Regions from separate parts of the Sus scrofa genome. Here region 1 is linked to region 2. Evidence: chromatin contacts called from public Hi-C data. All regions are on one chromosome and are shown on one strand. Each heading gives the region's core, a stretch centred on a gene start, on an enhancer-like site or on the middle of the called end of the contact. The rest is flanking DNA. Distances are from core to core; before and after follow the strand shown. Region 1 holds the start of PSMD4 (proteasome 26S subunit, non-ATPase 4). Region 2 holds the start of LYSMD1 (LysM domain containing 1).

The links. A called contact is a pair of places that touch in the nucleus more often than the background predicts.
Region 1: a contact with region 2 is called in a Hi-C map of skeletal muscle, with 8 times the contacts expected there. The contact joins the promoter of PSMD4 here to the promoter of LYSMD1 in region 2. A contact is called at or near these places in 1 of 5 promoter capture datasets (liver), 7 of 47 Hi-C or Micro-C datasets (heart right ventricle, liver, psoas muscle and 1 more) and 2 of 2 datasets of contacts at active chromatin or transcription factors (alveolar macrophages and skeletal muscle).

What each region holds. Positions count from the first base shown.
Region 1 is chr4:98,001,010-98,006,030 of Sscrofa11.1, reverse strand. It overlaps PSMD4 (proteasome 26S subunit, non-ATPase 4), which reads left to right and starts at 1,387. Exons shown (of 10, transcript NM_001044535.1): 1 at 1,387-1,428. The coding sequence starts at 1,403.
Region 2 is chr4:98,079,028-98,084,310 of Sscrofa11.1, reverse strand. It overlaps LYSMD1 (LysM domain containing 1), which reads right to left and starts at 1,760. Exons shown (of 3, transcript NM_001243501.1): 1 at 985-1,760. The coding sequence starts at 1,164. SCNM1 (sodium channel modifier 1) reads left to right here and starts at 1,937. Exons shown (of 7, transcript XM_001929657.4): 1 at 1,937-2,106; 2 at 2,374-2,444; 3 at 2,685-2,773; 4 at 2,871-2,968; 5 at 3,077-3,165; 6 at 3,830-4,024; 7 at 4,273-4,467. The coding sequence starts at 2,056. The coding sequence ends at 4,372. It overlaps TMOD4 (tropomodulin 4), which reads right to left. Exons shown (of 10, transcript NM_001243294.1): 10 at 4,965-5,088. The coding sequence ends at 5,066.

The sequences.
Region 1 (5,021 bases), core at 138-2,637, 78 kb after region 2:
CTCATGGTTCCTAGTCAGATTCGTTTCCGCTGGTCCACAAAAGGAACTCCAATAACGGATTCATCCTTAACCCACTGGGACACAAAAGAACTCCTAGCATTTAAAAAAAAAAAAAAATTTTTTTTTTTAAGTGATGCCACTCAAGGCATACCGAACTTCCTGCACCAGGGATTTGAATTGCGCTGCAGTTGCAACCTAAGCTACAGGGGGTAATGCAGCATCTTTTAACCCACTGCAGCCAGGGGATGGGGATGGATTCCTCACCTCCATAGCCACCTGCAACTCTGCATGGGATTCGTAACCCATTGCGCCAGAGCGGGAACTCCTTAAATGGAATTTTTGATTAAAATCCAATATGGTTGACTAAGTTATCTCCCATTCTTTGGGAGATTAGTTAAAATTATTGATTTGTAAAAACTTTTCTGCATTCCTACCATGTGTTAGGCTATGTAGTGGGCTCAGGGATAGAAGTGATTAAGACAACTTTCCTGGAGTTCCCGCCGTGGCGCAGTGGTTAACGAATCCGACTAGGAACCATGAGGTTGCGGGTTCGGTCCCTGCCCTTGCTCAGTGGGTTAAGGATCCGGCGTTGCTGTGAGCTGTTGTGTAGGTCGCAGACGCGGCTCGGATCCCGCGTTGCTGTGGCTCTGGCGTAGGCCGGTGGCCACAGCTCCGATTCGACCCCTAGCCTGGGAACCTCCATATGCCGCGGGAGCGGCCCAAAGAAATAGCAAAAAAAGACAAAAAAAAAAAAAAAAATGTATGCAAAAGAAGAATGAAAAGTATAATGAGTTCCCCATGTACCCATCACCTGGCTTCAAAATTGTGCTATAACGGGTCACCTTGCTCTACATCGGAAAATTGACAGAACAATGTAAACCAGCTATAATGGAAAAAAAAAAAAAAAAAAGACAACTTTCCTGCTCTTAATGAAAAGGGAGCGTTAGATACACAAACAAATGCAATTCAGGGGTAAAAGGGTTTAGCAGTTAGACGAACAAAGTGCCATGGGGAACAGGGGGAGCTGAAAAGTCACTAGTCATCCCACCATTATTTTTAAAAGATGATGCTGGAACAGACATAACCATAGCACTTGTCTTTTTTCTTTTTTGCCACGCCGGCTGCATGTGGATTTCCAGGGCCAGGGATGTAACCAGCGCCACAGCAGCCACCCAAGCCGCTGCAGTGACGAGGAAGAATCCTTAACCCCTTCAGCCACAAGGAAACTGCAATCCCTTTTATTTTGGCGGCGCCTACAATTCCCAGAACGCATCGCGGAGGATGGAGGCGGAACCAGTTGGTCGATCAGAGACCTATGATTGGTGATGAACGCTGGGCCAATTGGAGGAGTTGTTGTTAGGTGGTCCAGGAGAACCGGTCGGGGAGGGAGAAAGCTGGCAAGATGGTGTTAGAAAGCACTATGGTTTGGTGAGGAACTACTTCGGGCCCCTGTGGGGCAGCGGGACTGGGTCGGGGGCGCGTGTAGCTCGGAGGCCGGGCAGGCCTGGGGTGGGGACGGGGCCTTATGGGCGAGTTGAGGCCCCGGGCCGGGAAGGAAGGCGGTGCATCGACTCCCTGAGTCATCCCCGGGCCCCGGAGTTAGTTCCCGGAGAACAGGCCCCGGGTGTCCCCCTTTAATCCTCAGCCCGCGTACAGCCATTGACCGGCCGATTCTTGCTGCCTTTCTCTATTCCAGCGTCTTTAGCTAGAGTTCGACTCTCAGACTCATCCTGATGGTCTTCTGCCCTCCTCTTCTAAATGATGGATGTTAGGAAGAGATGATAAATCCCTTCCCCGTCCCCATTTACTCGTGTCTAACTCTATTGCCTTTCTCTGTATCATCTTCAAAGGTACAGCTTACAGGTTGCTTTCTAAATGTCAGGCGTTTAACTTACTTTATTTCACTTAAACCTCACTATACTTAAAGTCCCTCCCTTTTACAGATGAGGATACGGAGTCTCGTCAATTTTAAAATGACTTACACAAAGTCACACAGCTAATTAAGTAGTGGAGCTAAAATTTAAACCCAGAATTATCTGACACAAGGGCTCTTATCCAGTGAGCTAGCTCTCTTCATCAGTCTCATACTTGGCTGAGTAGCTATTAGGAGTCGGATTAGAAGCTGAGAACACAAACTTTTGCAGGGTTTCAGGAGTTTCTTCTAAGTGTGAGCATAGAATAAACACAGACTAGTACGCAAACACAAACAAATAGCCAGTTGGATGGACAGACACCCAAGAGTATCTCTGCCAGGAGGTTAGCATTGCTAGATTGCATATAAGCTGCCCATTTAAATTTGAATTTCAAATAAGCAATATGTTTTGATGTTAAAAATGGATATAAGTATATCTCAAATATTATGTGGAACATACTTATACTAAAAAGTTATTGTTTATCTGAAATTCAAATTTATTTTTATTTTTTTATTTTATTGTCTTTTGTCTTCTTAGGGCCTCCCCTCGGCATATGGAGGTTCCCAGGCTAGGGGTCCAGTAGGAGCTGTAACCCTGGCCTCTGCCAGAGCTGCAGCACTGCAGTATCCAAGCTGCGTCTTCGACCTACGCCACAGCTCATGGCAGTGACAGATCCTTAACCCACTGTGGGTGGCCAGGATGCTACCCAAGTCCTCATGGATGCTAGTCGGGTTCATTAACTGCTGAGCCACAGAGGAAACTCCTGAAATTCAAATTTAACTGGGACTCTGCTGTCGATCATGGCTCAGTGGAAACAAATCTGACTAGCATCCATGAGGATGCAGATTTGATCCCTCTCCTTGCTCAGTGGGTTAAGGATCTAGTGTTGCTGTGGCTGTGGTGTAGACCGGCAGCTCCAGCTCCAGTTCAGCCCCTAGTCTGGGAACCTCCATATGCCATGGGGGCAGCCCTAAAAAAAAAAAAAAAAAAAAAAAAGGACAAAAAAAAACGTAGAAAGAGGACAGGATTTGGAATCAAAAACCTCTGTTTTAGGTCATGACTAGCTACATGTTCTTGAGAATGTATTAAATCTCTCACTTTTTTAAAAAAATGAGAATAATAACATCTATTTTTCTTATGGCTTAGGTAGGTAAAATGTATAATATGGAGCTCTGTAAATTGTATAGCACTGTACGTATATTGGTTTCCATTGCACTTGAGGAATCCTTGAGAAAGAATTTAAGAAAGGTCTTAGATGTTGAGGAAGGGAAGCTATTACACGTGGAGAGAAGAGCATAAAGCTGCTGCAGTGTAAATTCTCAAGGTATGTTTAGGGAGTAGGAAATAGATTGGTGTGACGTTGTTTTAATTGTTGGTTTAAGATGGTTCTTTTTTTTTTTTTGGAGAATGTATATGGAAGTCCACAATTGTCGGGCTAAGGACACTGAGTTCTGTCTTGTACCTTCAATAGAGGACTGCTGAAAAAGTTCTGAGTCTGGTGGAGGTGGAACTGTGTACAAAATGGCATTTAAGAATATTGATCCAGGGAGTTCCCGTTGCGGCGCAGTGGTTAACAAATCCGACTAGGAACCATGAGGTTGCGGGTTCGGTCCCTGCCCTTGCTCAGTGGGTTAAGGATCTGGCGTTGCCGTGAGCTGTGGTGTAGGTTGCAGACGAGGCTCGGATCCCATGTTGCTGTGGCTCTGGCGTAGGCTTGCGGCTACAGCTCCGATTCGACCCCTAGCCTGGGAACGTCCATATGCCGCGGGAGCGGCCCAAGAAATAGCAAAAAAAGACAAAAAAAAAAAAAAAAGAGAATATTGATCCAGGAGTTCGAGTTGTGGCTCAGCGGCTTACGAACCTGAGTAGCATTCATGAGGATGCAAATTTGATCCCTGGCTTTGCTCAGTGGATTAAGGATCTGGTGTTGCCGAGAGCTGTGGTGTAGGTCACAGACGCAGCTTGGATCTGGTGTTTCTGTGGCTGTGGCGTAGGTTGGCAGCTGCAGCTCCAGTTCAGCCCTTAACCCCGGGAGCTTCCATATGCCGAAGGTGCCCCCTTTAAAAGGAGGGGGGAAGTATTAATTTGATTTGGTGTAAAGGAGGAAAGATTAGGCCTAGAGAGACACATTGGTGGCTTATTGTAAGAGCCCAGCCTTGGGTGGAATAACCATGAGAGCCACTCCTTTTTATCTGCAGGGGTTCATGCCTTGCTCTGCATCAGAATTTTCTGAAAGAGCTTTTTAAAAATTGTGTATAGGAGTTCCGTCGTGGCTCAGTGGTTAACAAATCCGACTAGGAGCAATGAGGTTGTGGGTTCAATCCCTGGCCTTGCTCAGTGGGTTAAGGATCCAGCATTGCCACGAGCTGTGGTGTAGGTTGCAGACGCAGCTTGGATCCCGCGTTGCTGCAGCTCTGGCATAGGCGGGTGGATACAGCTCTGATTCAACCCCTAGCCTGGGAACCTCCGTATGCCACAGGAGCGGCTCTAGAAAAAGCAAAAAAAAAGACAAAAAAAAAAAATTAAAAAATAAAAATTGTGTATATTCAGAGTTACCGTTGTGGCTCAGCAGTTAAGAACCTGACTAGTATCCATGAGGACGTGGGTTCAATCCCTGGCCTCAATCAGTGGGTTAAAGGATCTGGTGTTGCTGCAAGCTGCAGTATAGGTTGCTGCAAGCTGCAGTATAGGTTGCATACATGGCTTGGATCTGGTATTGCAGTGGCTGTGGCATAGGGCAACAGCTGCAGTTCTGATTTGACCTGTAGCCTGGAAGCTTCCATATGCTGCAGATTTGGCCCTAAAATGCAAAATAAAATAAAATAAAAAATTGTGTATATTTATTTGACTGCTGTCGATCTGAGAGTCAGACTCCCAGCCAGGGAAGTCTAGGCATCTGGGTTCTTTTTTATTTTTTGTCTTTTTAGGGTTGCACTTATGGCATATGGAAGTTCCCAGGCTAGGGGTCAAACTGAAGCTGCAGCTGCCGGCCTACACCACAGCCACAGCAACGTGGGATCTGAGCCTCATCTGCAACCTACACCACAGTTCACGGCAACGCTGGCTCCGTAACCCACTGAGCAAGGCCAGGGATTGAACCTGTGTCCT
Region 2 (5,283 bases), core at 511-3,010:
GTCTTTTGTGTTTCTAGGGCCGCACCTGCGGCATACGGAGGTTCCCAGGCTAGGGGTCTAATCGGAGCTGTAGCCACCGGCCTACGCCAGAGCCACAGCAATGCAGGATCTGAGCCGCATCTGCGACCTACACCACAGCTCACGACAAGCCAGATCCTTAACCCACTGAGCAAGGCCAGGGATGGAACCCGCAAACTCATAGTTCCTAGTTGGATTCGTTAACCACTGAGCCACGACAGGAACTCTGGGAGTACCTATTTTGTACCAACAAGGCTACCTTTCTGAAAAGGAGGCAGAGCACTGAAGAGGAAAAAAGAACAAGAGACAGGCACTTAAGGAACTTAGAACTAAAAACCAGCTCTTCATTATTTCCCATAAATGTTTCAACATTCTCATTTAAAACATTTCTATGTGGTTAATTGTAGGGGCTTTGGAGTTCCCTGGTGGCTCAGTGGGTTGAGGGTCTGGTGGCATCACTGCTGTGTCTCTGTTGTGGTGAGGGTTCAATACCTAGCCCAGGAACTTCCTGGCCAATCCCTGGCCAAAACAAAATAAAACAAAAGGGTATGGGCTTTGGAGTAAGATAGATTTGTTTGAATATTCACTCCAGCACTTACTAGTTATTTGACCTTGGTCAAATTGGTTAACCAATCTAAGTCTCAGTTTCTTCACCTATAAAAAGGGTATAATAATTGTATGCTTGATAGGGATGTGACGATCAGATGCGCTAATGGATGTAAAGTCTTTAGTATAGTGACTGGTATAATAAATAAGAGCTGCTCACCTCCACCGGGATATTGAGACAGGATTTGTCTCAACCAGACAGTGCAACACGAGATGGGACCCTTGTCAATTAATTTATCACAATTAACTAATTTAGACACAATTAGGAAAATTTCAGGTGAAGTTGCCCAGAGGGCCACTATATCCTCATGAGGAATAAATCTTTTCTGAGTGTCTGCGTCCCAATCCTGGAAGACTCACCGTCACCCCGTATTTGAGTGCTAGTCCAGCCAGGGTGTCTCCGGGCGCCAACTGATGCTCCAGGCGTCTTTCCCTCACCGGGGAGCAGGCAGACTGCACAAGGCTTCCATAAGAACGAGCCCGGCTCCCTTGAAGCAGTCCTGACCCCCCGAGGGGGGCCTGTCTAGAGGGAGAGGCCATCTCCTCACCCTGCGGACAACTGGAGTTGCAACTGCGGGAGGCCCGGCCAAGTGACCGATAGTGACAGGCCCGGGGTCTGGGAATGAAAATCTGGAGGATTCCTTTCCCTTTCTGTGTTCTCTCCTAAGTCTCTCCGCCTTCCCCCCACTAGGCGACCTCTGACTCCTGGCTTCCCCGCCTTCCAAGGCCTTTTCCCACAAACCTGTAACCTGACTGTTCAGTCCCTACCTGAGTTTCTCCTTAGTACCCCTCCGACTTTCGATCCCCCACAACTCGCGACATTGACCTCTGACCTTTGACCACTAGACACCCTCCTCTACACTACAGAGTTTGCCCCCAGGTCGGTCCGCCAGACCTCCCAGCCCCCAACCCCGATTCCGCGCGTCCCGGGCTTGGTCGCTAGGGTCGGGAACTAATCAGGCCCACTCCAGGTGGGCTGTGGCCTCAGGCGAAGGGCGTGATGACCGCGAGAATCTGTAGCACACTTTCCCCTGAGAGATCCTCAAAGGTACGCTCCGCATCAAATCAGTCACACTCTCAAACTCGGGATCCACAGCTAGGTTCCTCTTTCTCCAAACGCCTCTAATCTGCCAAGATGCAAGGGCCTGAATCGGGCAGGGCGGCAAGCTCTTTGAAAAAAGACTTCATTTCCCAAAAGGCTCCGCGCCGGCGGGGTCGCAGAGCACCATAGGAAATGCAGTCCCCTCTATGGGCTAGAGGCGGGTTTTCGGGATCGCGCGGCGCATGCGTGGAAGCGCATCCCGGAAGTAAGGGGGCCAACCGGAAAGAGACAGGAAAGAAAGGAGACGTCCCACTCTTGCTACGGTGGCCTGAAAGGAGTGGCGAACGCGGCGCGATAAAACTTATATTTCTGGGGCTCTCACAGTCGTGATGTCTTTCAAGAGGGAAGGGGACGATTGGAGTCAACTCAATGTGCTCAAAGTAAGCGCGAGAGGAGAGCATCTGGAGCAGCTTCAGTTGCCGTCTGAAGGCTGTGAGGGAGCTGTTTTGTTGCTGTGGCAACAACTCGGGGGAGGGGGGCGGAGGAAGCCAGACGATTGGAACTGGGCCGACACCCCTTCTTCAGCCCAGATCTCTACCCTTCTTGTGGCCTTTATTCCCTTTGAGTCCTCGTCCTTGTCATTTCCTTTTTGTTCCTCCCTCATATCCAGCTGACCCCGTCCTCATTTCTTCCCTTGTTCCCTGCAGAAACGGAGAGTCGGGGACCTGCTGGCGAGTTACATCCCAGAGGATGAGGCGTTGATGCTACGGGATGGACGGTGAGGACTAGGAGTGGATCAAGCCTGGGGGTTCTGCGGTTAGAGGCTCAACAAACTTTTGTTATTAAGCAGATTGGAAAGAACAAGGAATCTTTGGCGGGGAGTGAGTAACAGGGATGTTGGTGGTGGAGACTGGGAGACTTGGGATTTGGGCTTTGGAAAGGAGTTCTAGGCTGTGGTGGAACCTATGGCAGAGACTCCACTCCCCAGGAACCAATTATCTTCTCTCCTCCTCTCTAGCTTTGCTTGTGCCATCTGTCCTCACCGACCGGTACTGGACACCCTGGCCATGTTGACTGCCCACCGTGCAGGCAAGAAACATCTGTCCAGTAAGTTTGTGGGAAGACAGAGCATAGAGAATAAACCCTTAAAGGGTTTATTCACTCTGGGTGCCCTCCTTTTAATTCTCTTTCCCTTTCTCCTGAGGCCTGCAGCTTTTCTATGGCAAGAAGCACCCAGGAAAGGGCCTGGAGCCAAATCCAAGACAACAGAATGAATTGAGGAGAGAAGAGACCAAAGCAGAGGTAATCAGAGAGGGGAGGGTGTGTTCCAGGCTGCACACCTTAGGCTTGAAGGCTCTGGATTCTTTCTAGCTCTGAAGGTTCTGACTTTGTCTCCCATCTCCATGCCAGGCTCCTCTGTTAACCCAGACTCGACTTATTACCCAGAGTGCTCTGCACAGAGCTCCTCACTATAACAGTTGCTGCCGCCGAAAGAACAGGTCTGTGGGGTGGGTAATCCAGAAGTAGGGAGGAACAGGAGATCGATCGCTCTAAAGTACTGTTTTCCAAATTGGATTCTGAGGAATACTAGTGTTCTGGAAATGCTAACTTGAATTTCAGGAAAAAAGAATTTTGTTTGGGAAATAGGATTTTGTAATCCTGTTTGACGCATAGTAATATTACGAGTTCCCATCATGGCTCAGCGGTGAACAAACCCGACCAGCATCCATGAAGATGAGGGTTTGATCCCTGGCCTTGCTTGGTGGGTTAAGGATCCAGTGTTGCTGTGAGCTGTGGTGTAGGTTGCAGACACAGCTCGGATCCCATGTTACTGTGGCTGTGGTAAGGGCTGGCAGCTGTAGCTTGCATTCACCCCTAGCCTGGGAGCCTCCATATGCCACAGTGCAGCGCTAAAAAGACCAAAAAAAAGAATAGTAACAGTATATTTTCAGGGTTCTACACAGTCTTAAAAAAAAAAAAGCTGAAAAAACTAACTTAGGCTTTCCTTAAGTTCATTTGATTCCAAAATCCTTTTTATGCAGAACACCTGTTAATATCTTGAGGAATACAGTTTAGGAAGCACTGCTTTAAGGGGTTGGGAGTTACAGGAGATTTGGTCCTTTCCTTTACTGCTTTTACAGACTTTGATTCTTCTCTACCCAGACCAGAAGCCCCTCGTCCCTCTGTCTCTCGTTCCGCTTTTTCACCCCCAGAGGTTGAATCCCAAAGTGAGAGGATCAGTAGGGAACTTGAGCCTGCGGCTGCATCACAAACCAAGGAATCAGCCACTGTCTCATCCCCTGCACCTATGAGCCCCACAAGAAGACGGGCTCTGGATCATTATCTCACCCTTCGAAGGTGAGTGTACGGAATCACTTTCCTCAGATTGTCCCTTTTCTCTCTGGCTCTCCTTTTTTCAAACCTCAAATATTACTTATCCCTACTAGCTTTTGGGGGGGGCGGGAGGCCATGCCCACAGCATGCAGAAGTGTGCCACAGCAGTGACAATGCAGATCTATAAACTACCGAGCTACCAGGGAACTCCGCTACTAAATTCTTAACACATTTCCTTTCCTGATCGATTCTGTTTGTTCTGATATTTCCAGTTCTGGATGGATCCCAGATGGACAAGGTCGATGGATAAAAGATGAGAATGTTGAGTTTGATTCTGATGAAGAGGAACCCCCTGATCTCCCCTTGGACTGACACTCTTTCCCCATTCAGTTCACAAATAAACTATAGTGGGCGCTGGGAGCCTGACTTTCCTTGAGTCTGGTTCCTTGTCTCATTTCAGGATTTCAGGTCTGTTCGTTCTCAGCCTGGCCAATATTTCCCTGCAATGTACACAGCTCCCCATACTTCTAGCCCCTCCCCCCACTTCTACCAAAGTCATGCCAAGCGTCAGCTGCATGCAGCCCGGTGCCCTAAAATAAGTCTGTCAGAAGGAGGTCTTTGCCCTTCATGTTGTCTGACTTCTTCCCCACCTCCACTCAGAGTCTTTTCCTCCTTCAAATGACATGAAGTTTTTGGGTAGGCACTGGGTGGGGTGGGGGTGGGAGCTGGACAGGTCTGGAAACAGGGCCAGGGCTTAGCCACCCTGTGAGAGCAGAAGGGACTGAAGGCATTGGCCAGGTTATGGGGGACACCAAGGGAGAGAGCTCCCCCCACCTCCTCCTGGTAACTTGACCCTCCCTGCCTGCTGATCCCTAGAGTATAAATAATCCCCTGATGAACTGGCAGTAACCCTGAGGGGTTAGCGCCAAGATTTCCACCCCAAAGCCCAAGGAAGGAGGCAGGCAGAGTGGACAGAGGGCCTTTATTTACAGGAAAGGGGGATAGATGAGGATTTAATTTAAGCATTCAGGGCTCCGGGCTCCAGTTGATAAAGGGAGGGTACTGTTATCTCTTCTTTTGCTGGCGACCTATAAAGGAAGAAGAGTCAATGCAAGTCATTATTCCATCTCTTGCTTCCTGCAGAGGTGCTCTTCTCCTTTCCAGTTCCTTGGCCAGACTCATAAAGAGGTCATGTCTTAGGCCAACAAGCATGCCCACCTTGCATTAACAAAATAAGAAACGACAGGGCACACAAAATACCACGCCTCCTAACAGGTATGTCT